Regions from separate parts of the Sus scrofa genome. Here region 1 is linked to region 2. The links are chromatin contacts, called in public Hi-C maps. All regions are on one chromosome and are shown on one strand. Each heading gives the region's core, a stretch centred on a gene start, on an enhancer-like site or on the middle of the called end of the contact. The rest is flanking DNA. Distances are from core to core; before and after follow the strand shown.

Region 1 (3,978 bases), core at 264-2,763, 53 kb after region 2:
CCCGAGAAGGCTCCGGTGGACCCTCTGCCCGGTTGAACAGGGACTTTGAGGCCATGTGCTGGCGGCACAGGTCCTGCAGAAGAAGGATCGGGCACGGCCCAAGGTCCCCTGAAGCCTTTTCAACAGAGTCCTGAGCTCAGTTCAACAGAGTCCCTGGACTTGTCCTTGATTGATTTTTTTTTTTTTTTTGCTTTTTAGGGCCACACCCACGGCATAAGGAAGTTCCCAGGCTAGTGGCCGAATCAGAGCTGCAGCTGCCAGCCTATATCACCACCACAGCAACCCCAGATGCAAGCCACATCTGTGACCTGTGCCGCAGCACACGGCAATGCTGGATCCTTAACCCACTGAGCGAGGCCAGGGACTGAACCCGAATCCTCGTGGATGCTAGTTGGGTTTGTTACTGCTGACCATAGCAGGAACTCCATCCTTGATTGATTCTGAATGGACCCATCTCCTCCAGGGTAGGGTCTTCTGCCCTGGCTCTCATCCTTTTCAGGGCTATACTGCTTGGGTGGTGCCTATGGCAACCTCAGGTATTACAGAGCAGAATCCTAGAACCCCAGAATTGTAGCCTGGGAGAGAATTTCAGGAACCATCTGGTCCCAATTTCCATTCATTCCAAATCACCCCCACAAGACCCCCAGAGGGGCTTCTCCAGCCTCTGCCTGGACATTCCCAGGGATGGGCGCTCATTCCCACCCAATTCCCCACCCTTATCCCATGTGAGACCACTCTCCCAAGCCTTTCCACTCACTCTCATCAACAAGCTCTTAGGGATGCACACCTGGTACTCGAAGGTAGTGTCACCATGGGCGCCCTCAGGTCCCAGGGCGGCCAGGCGCTCCTTGTCCCGCTGCCGGGCATGCTGCCGCACACAGAGAGCCACTGCCAGGGCCACGAGCAGCCCGGCCACACCCGCCAGGGCCACCAGAGTGAGCAGCACGGAGCGCATGGGAGAGGGGCTGTGGACCGGTCGGGGAAGGACGGCGGCCGCCTCCTCCCTCTGTGGGAACAAGGTTATAGAATCAAGAGGGGCAGTGGCAGTGGTGGCGGTGGGAGGCATGGATTTAGCAGCAGCTTCTCACTCCTGTCCCTCGCCATACTCCCTGCGAGGGTATCTCCTGGGGCAGAGCTGGGAGGCAGGGGCAAGGTGGTACGGGCAGAAGGACTCAGATAGACCCGAGACCCTCATTCTCAATCCTCACTGGACCAAGTCAAGCACACTGCATTTCCAGAGACTTAGCAGGTGACCCTACCTAGGAGTTTGCATTTAAAAATGGATATCGAAAAATATAGCGAGATCCAAGGGGTCAAAGAGTAGAATGTGAGGCATCAGGGTTGGATGCCGAATAGAAACATATTTTGAGTTTAATGTCCTTTCTGTGTAAGGTTTCCCCTTCAAATTTAGAAACTTTGCTCCAGAAGATCTATGGACAGCTCAGGATAGGTCTTCCAGGCATGCTACCTTCCTACAGAAGGCTGGACCTACAGGGAGCAGGAGCCGCTGAGGTCATCTGCTGGTCATGTGGAGAACTGCATGGGGAGGGCTGCTTTGGCAAAGTGGTGGACCAGCCAGATATATTTCAGCTCCTGCTCGCCTGTCAAGTTTGCCTTCATCTCTAGTGGGGCTTTGAATGACTCTCCAGTGAGCTCATACCTGTCCCACTCCTGTCTGCAAGATCTGGAGCCCCGTCTGTGCTTCCAGTTCAGATTTCACCAGTCCTGCAGGGAGGCCGAAGGTCAGACTCTCTCCAGCCCCGTGTGGTCTCCACCCCATGTCATGCTCTGCCAGGGAGCAGGCAGGACCCATGTGGGCTGGGACTATTTCAATGGGCGCATCAGCCACAGGCCTGGGTATATTCTATTAGGGCTGGGCCAGGAAGTATTTACCAGCTTGCTGGGTCACATCAGCCAAAGACAGGTTCTGTTCATTGTGCCGGATACGGAAGGTAAGGGCTGGTCCCACGACACTGCCGAAGAGGAGGTATGTTACCGCCTCACCAGCCACAGACCCCAGATTCAAAGTGAGAGGTCCACTCTGGCCCTCTCCCCATTAGAAGATGGGGCTAAAACCAATCAGAGGTGCCATACAGGGGTGTTTGAGGCTGGGGAGATACCAGATTGGGTCAGCAGCAGGACTAAATGTGGTTGTACCTTCAGTGCAGCTGCAAATATCTTTGACCCGACCTTGGCCCTTTACCCAGAGCTTGTCCTACCCTCCTTCTCTGAGACCCTCCAGCCACCTCCCCCATCAAGCTACCTGCAAGATCCCTGCTGCCCAGCCAGGTACCAGCCCCACCTGATGTTGATGAAGCTGCCTGAGGACATGTGCACGTGCTCAGCCAGGATCTCCAGCAGCTTCACTCCTGCTGCCAGACTCAGGGGCCTGGAGGTGGGGAGGAGGAAGACAGACGCCAGTGGGGACTCTCTTGGCCACCCCCCACCCACCCCCACCCCCCGTCTACTTCACATCTGCACTTCTGCTCTCTGCTTCCTGCCAGGCAGGCCACCCTGACCCTCCAGGGGACTGGGAGGCTGCCCCAGGCCAGAGCCCTTACTTCTGGTCGGTAACAATGTAGCCATATTCCTCTGATGATGGCCGAGCTGAGGGCTGCCCTGCTGCCGTGGGCTGGCTCTGGCCCAGTGAACTTTTCTTCTCCAGCAGGATGGGTGTGGCAGGGGGGCTGGCCGTTTGGGAGGCTCAGAGGATCCAGAGCTCAGGTCCTGCTGGGCTTTATTGGAGGTGGGACCAGCAGTGGGGGATCCAGGCAGGGAGGGTGTGACAGGTGGAGGCTCGGCTGTGTCTATGCTCTGCACCTGCTCCTCCATTGTCTGCTAAGGAATGAGGCGAGAGGTATGGTCTCTGGACAGTGGAGGCGCTGGGGGCAGGGGGTCCACACCCCGGACCCTGAGCTCCCACAGGGGCACTTAGGACTTGTTTCTCTTTCTATCCCCACGTCCAGGTTAGCACTGGGTACAGAAAGGCATCCAGGAAAAGGAGCCAAGTGGATGAATGAATGAATGGATGGGTGAATGAATAAAGGACTGAATGAGGGATTAGTCATGATCAGTAATAATTCAAAGGATGGGGCTGGAGTGGGGAGGAGAAGGTCTGGAGTGAGGAAAGCTGGGGTTAGGGGAGAAGATGAACAGGCAGGTAATGGTTTTTTGATGTTTGTTTAGCCACAAAATCTTAGAAGTCCAACATGTGAAAGAGATAGTCTGCCTCAAGCTGCACGGGGGTCAGGAGCCTGCCTGCTCAAGTCTCCCCCTATCCCTAGGGACCCTCAGAGTGTGGTCCAAAATGACTGCAATGGAAAACGCAGTGAATCAAGAATTCTGGCTTCTGGTCCCAGCTGTCTTCCACTTGACGTGAGACCTTAGACAATGACTTGCAGCCTCTGGGCCTTGGTCCCCCTAAAATCAGGGTTTGGAGGATACAGATTCTGGGTGCTAATCCTAAGGTTTAGATTTCGGCCAAGGGGCTTTGCTGCCATGGGGCACTTGGGGGTCAGGGAAGTGCCGCAAACTCACTTTCTTGACGTCAGCTCCGATGTTTACAACCCCTCCTGCAGAGACAGGAAAAACAAGAATCTGGGCAAAGCGCCAAGGCCAAGGTCCACACAGCGCAGGTGGGAGAAAGGGCCAGAGGCCCTGAGCCTGTTGCATCTGCTGTGGCCTCTTTCCCCACAGTGTCATTGGCCTCATCCTAAGAGGATCTGTGCCTCTGCCTTGCAATTCATTGTTTTATCAAATCCACCCTCTGTTTTTTGGCCTCGCCTCTCAAAGCTATTCTTTGTTCGGTCCTCCCTCTACTGGTCTATCATTGGCTTCTCCTTTCCATTGGCCATGCCCCTTCTTAGGTCCTTCTTATCTTCCACCAGCCTTCTCAGTGCCTCCTGATCCCAGTTCACACCCTCCTGTTGACATGTTGGCTTCCTTTTTGTTACTTCCATCCTCCAGGCCATTCCTGGT
Region 2 (4,068 bases), core at 738-3,237:
TTTTCGTTCTCTCCTCCATCAGATCCGATCCCGTCCCACTGCACCCAGCTGGCTGGTTTGATCCTCTCATCTTACCTGGGGCGGCAGCAGCAGTGTCAGGAGCGGCAGCAGCAGGGAGGGTAGGCAGAAAGGCTTCTCGGGAGCCATGGCACTTTTAGGGCTCTTCAGAGACGGTGGTCCGACTGTCACGTGGCAGATTCCTGGGAGGGAACCGCAGGGAGCAAGTGGGCGGAGATCACCTCAAGTTGCCAGGCAGTCAGTCTGGACTTTGTCTCTAGCTTGCAGCCATCCGTTACTCTGTTAGTTATTGTAAAACTCCTCCACATCTTGCTACTCAAAGTGCAGTTCATGAACCAGCTGTATCAACATCACCTGGGAGCTTGTTAGGAATTCAAGAGTCTCAGATTCTACCTCAGACTTATAGAATCAGAATTTGTATTGTTTTGTTTTGTTTTGTCTTTTCTAGGGCTGTACCTGCGGCATACGGAGGTTCCCAGGCTAGGGGTCTAACCGGAGCTGTAGCTGCCAGCCTATGCCACAGCCACAGCAGTGCCAGATCCAAGCCGAGTCTGCAACCTACACCACAGCTCATGGCAACACCGGATCCTTAACCCACTGAGCAAGGCCAGGGATTGAACCCTCAACCTCATGGGTCCTAGTTCGATTTGTTAACCACTGAGCCACGATGGGAGCTCTAGCGTTTTTGTTTTTGATTTAAAAATATAAATTGTATTGAAGCACATAAACAGAACTTGTATTTTAACCAGATTTCCAGGTGCTCCTGAGCACATTCCAGACTGAGAAGTAGTGCTCTACTACACTGAGCCCCTGAGGGTGGGGAGGGCCTTGTCCAGCCTGAATCCTCTGCTTCTAGCACAGGGCCTGCCATAGAGCATGTTAAATTTAGATGAATGTCAGAACCAGGGGGCCAAAATAGGTTCAGAATCGAGGGAAACCAGAGGAAGATCTTCCCAGAATGTGCAGGGGTCAGGGGACCAGGTTACAAGAGGGATCTTTCTCCTGGAAAGTCCTCTTTCAGCAAGAAACCATCCAGGTCATCCTATCTTTTTGTGCATGTGTTCCTCTTTCCAATCTATCCCTGCCTGCCTGACTTGGCAAGACATCAAGGACAACTGCTTGGTTCCAAGGCTTGGAAATTTGTGAATTTCCACTACTCATGTCTTCAAAGTCCCAAGCCTGGGATGTGAGGATCGGGGTAGTAATAATAACTATTATTTATGCTTATTGACACGACTGAGGGCTCTGCATCAAATATGTGCTAAGCACTTTACATCTCCTGTAATCTTCAAACAACTCAGTGAGGTAGATTATTATCATTCCCATTTTACTGATGAGGAGACTGAGGGGTAGTAATAGTACGTAGCCTGTCCAAGGTCATACAACTAGCTTAGTAGAGCTGGGATTTCAACAAGGCATTCTGGCCTCACAGTTCATGCACTTAACCTTAGGCACTATATACCTATTTTACAGTTAGGGAAAGTGAGGCTCTGAGAGGTTAAATTAACTCATCCAGGTCACACAACTAGTGGACTATTAAGACAAGATTCAGACCTTAGCCTGAGCTCTTAACCACTGAGGCGATGGTAATGGGATACAGGCAAGAGGCCCCAAGGTTGTACTGATCAGAGTTCAGGGGTCCAGGCCGCCAGCACCCGCCCCTCTGAGCATCCCCCTCCGGGCTTGACACTAGTCAGTCACCCAGCGCGGGAGGTATGAGGCCTCCTACCTCCGGCATTGGGAGATGGAGGTCCTGGGGGCTCGGGGCCGAGCCCGGCTTTACTCCCCTTTGGCGTAGGTGTCCGCGTCTTGACCCCCACTGAAGGCCAGGCGTGGAACCCTCACCCGGGTCCTGGGACCCGTCCTCCGGCAGGCCTAGCCAGCCCCTGGCCTCTCAGCTCTGCGCCCCCGCATCGTCCGAGTGCCAGGCGGTTGCTAGGATACCGCTGGCCGTTACGGCGGCGCGGACTGATGACGTAACCGATGCTTCCGGTCCCTGACGCTCCCCACCCCCAGCTTAGCACAGGTTAGTGGGGATTCCTGGCCTGCCCGCCGGGCGCTCTGCGCGCCAAGACCTGGGGAGGGTTCTGCAAGGGGTGGGCACGGGACTCGCATCTCCGCCTGGAACTACCCTAGTCCCTGCCTTTGAGGCCAGACGGGCGTGGGAATAGGGGCCGCCCAAAGGTGGGCCGGGGTGGGAGGAAGCGGCCTGGGAGTCGGCGCAAGGCCTGCTTTAAGCCCCCTGGCCTCAGCTTCTTGGAGTGCCCTGCCAGGGCGCGTTTTCTCTAGGTTCCGAGACCTGGGCCTGAGCGCTCCACGTTGGCATTTCAGGGGGTCTTCTGGATTGAACCCGGCCCCCGACCCCGCCATTCCTTTCCTTCCAGCATGATCCGCTGGACCTCCAGCACCTTGCCTGAAAAAGACCACTTAACTTGGACGAACCCTTTGGCAGCCTCAGACCGTCCTTGAAGAGAATGACTGAAACACTATGGGCCATGCACTGTGTGTCTGCTCTCGGGGAACTGTCATCATTGACAATAAGCGCTACCTCTTCATCCAGAAACTGGGGGAGGGGTGAGTGTTCGAAAATCACTTTGCTGGTCCCCAGGGTATTTGAAGGACATCAGTGTGCACATGATCCGGGCATAAAGGTTTTCTCTCTAGCCTCTAACTCACCTGACAGAGCCCAGCTACGTGGTGGTCAAGAAAGTGGATTGTGGAGCCAGGCCTCCTAGATTCGCCATGTATTACCTTGATAAGCCGTGGTTTTTTTCCTCTGCTTATTAGAGCTAATTATGCTTCCCTGGTAGGGCTGTGAGGATTAAATTAGATCATGCATATCAAACATCTCACCTACTGCTTGGTTCATAGCACTTGATAAATATTGACTGTGATTTATTTAATATTTATTGAGCATCTATCTTGTGCAGAGCACTGTGTTAAGACCGTAGGACCACAAAGATGACTGTCCCTGCTATTGAGCTCAGACTTCTTTTTAGAGACACACCTTGGGAAGGTTGCTACTAAATGGGAACAACACTCCCCTCCTCTCCCCAGGGAATTCCTCTGGGTTTAAGCAGTATGGGTGATGACCATGGTCCTTCACTGACCCCTTTGGCCGACAGTGGGTTCAGCTATGTGGACCTAGTGGAGGGGTTACGTGATGGACAGTTCTACGCCCTGAAGCGAATCCTGTGTCATGAGCAGCAGGACCGGGAGGAGGCCCAACGAGAAGCAGACATGCACCGCCTCTTCCATCACCCCAACATCCTTCGCCTTGTGGCTTATTGTCTGAGGGAGCGAGGCACTAAACATGAGGCCTGGCTGCTGCTGCCCTTCTTCAAGGTCAGAAAGTCTCCTGGCTATGGAGGGGGTTGCAACAGAGCCACTTGCCAAGGGCTTTGTGACGGTCAAGCACATTTGGAAGCAGAGGTCATGTCCTGGTTTGACCACTTCAGATTTGGGGTTTAAGGGACCCAGATGGGACTGTGTGGTGTTCGGTGAAAGGGTTGATGGTCTTTGGCATAGGGAAGGGATCAGGCTGAAGAAGCAGAGGCTCAAAAACCTCAACTGTGGGGAAACTTGTTTTGCAGAGAGGCACGCTGTGGAATGAGATAGAAAAGCTGAAAGACAAAGGCAACTTCCTAACTGAAGAGCAAATCCTTCGGCTGTTGCTGGGTATCTGCAGAGGCCTTGAGGCCATTCATGCCAAGGGTTATGCCCACAGGTCAGTGGGAGGCTCCCGTGTACTTGCTGGGCAGAAAGGAAGAGCCTCATCAAGAGAAATGAGAGGTCTCTGCACTCCTCCAAGGGACAGCCCTCACGGTTGTTTTGCCCCCCTAGGAGTCCAGCCTCCCCGTCCAGGGCTGCTCACAGATCATTTCCACTTCCCTGCAGGGACCTGAAGCCCACAAACATCTTGCTTGGAGATGAGGGGCAGCCGGTTTTAATGGACTTGGGTTCCATGAATCAAGCGTGCATCCACGTGGAGGGCTCCCGCCAGGCTCTGGCCCTGCAGGTAAGAGTCTCCAGGTTCCTTTGCCCACCTGT

The links. Hi-C and Micro-C count contacts between places; a contact is called where the count stands out from the background.
Region 1: a contact with region 2 is called in a Hi-C map of liver, with 2.3 times the contacts expected there. The contact joins the enhancer-like site here to the promoter of GLB1L in region 2. A contact is called at or near these places in 2 of 5 promoter capture datasets (fetal skeletal muscle and liver) and 10 of 47 Hi-C or Micro-C datasets (blood, fetal liver, fetal skeletal muscle and 4 more).

What each region holds. Positions count from the first base shown.
Region 1 is chr15:121,336,993-121,340,970 of Sscrofa11.1, forward strand. It overlaps PTPRN (receptor-type tyrosine-protein phosphatase-like N), which reads right to left. Exons shown (of 24, transcript XM_003133669.4): 8 at 3,538-3,572; 9 at 2,697-2,835; 10 at 2,562-2,694; 11 at 2,303-2,389; 12 at 1,894-1,973; 13 at 1,661-1,725; 14 at 788-1,006; 15 at 1-73. Among named protein-coding and RNA genes, the nearest start is that of PTPRN, 10 kb to the right of the region's middle. Within about 2 kb of position 1,514, at least 5 of the 83 cell types and tissues checked have an H3K27ac peak or open chromatin away from gene starts, as enhancers often do. A contact at or near this core is called in fetal liver and liver, where this site is marked.
Region 2 is chr15:121,283,104-121,287,171 of Sscrofa11.1, forward strand. GLB1L (beta-galactosidase-1-like protein) reads right to left here and starts at 1,988. Exons shown (of 18, transcript XR_002339314.1): 1 at 1,748-1,988; 2 at 76-200. It overlaps STK16 (serine/threonine-protein kinase 16), which reads left to right and starts at 1,962. Exons shown (of 9, transcript XM_013984521.2): 1 at 1,962-2,044; 2 at 2,403-2,592; 3 at 3,144-3,363; 4 at 3,612-3,745; 5 at 3,916-4,036. The coding sequence starts at 2,507.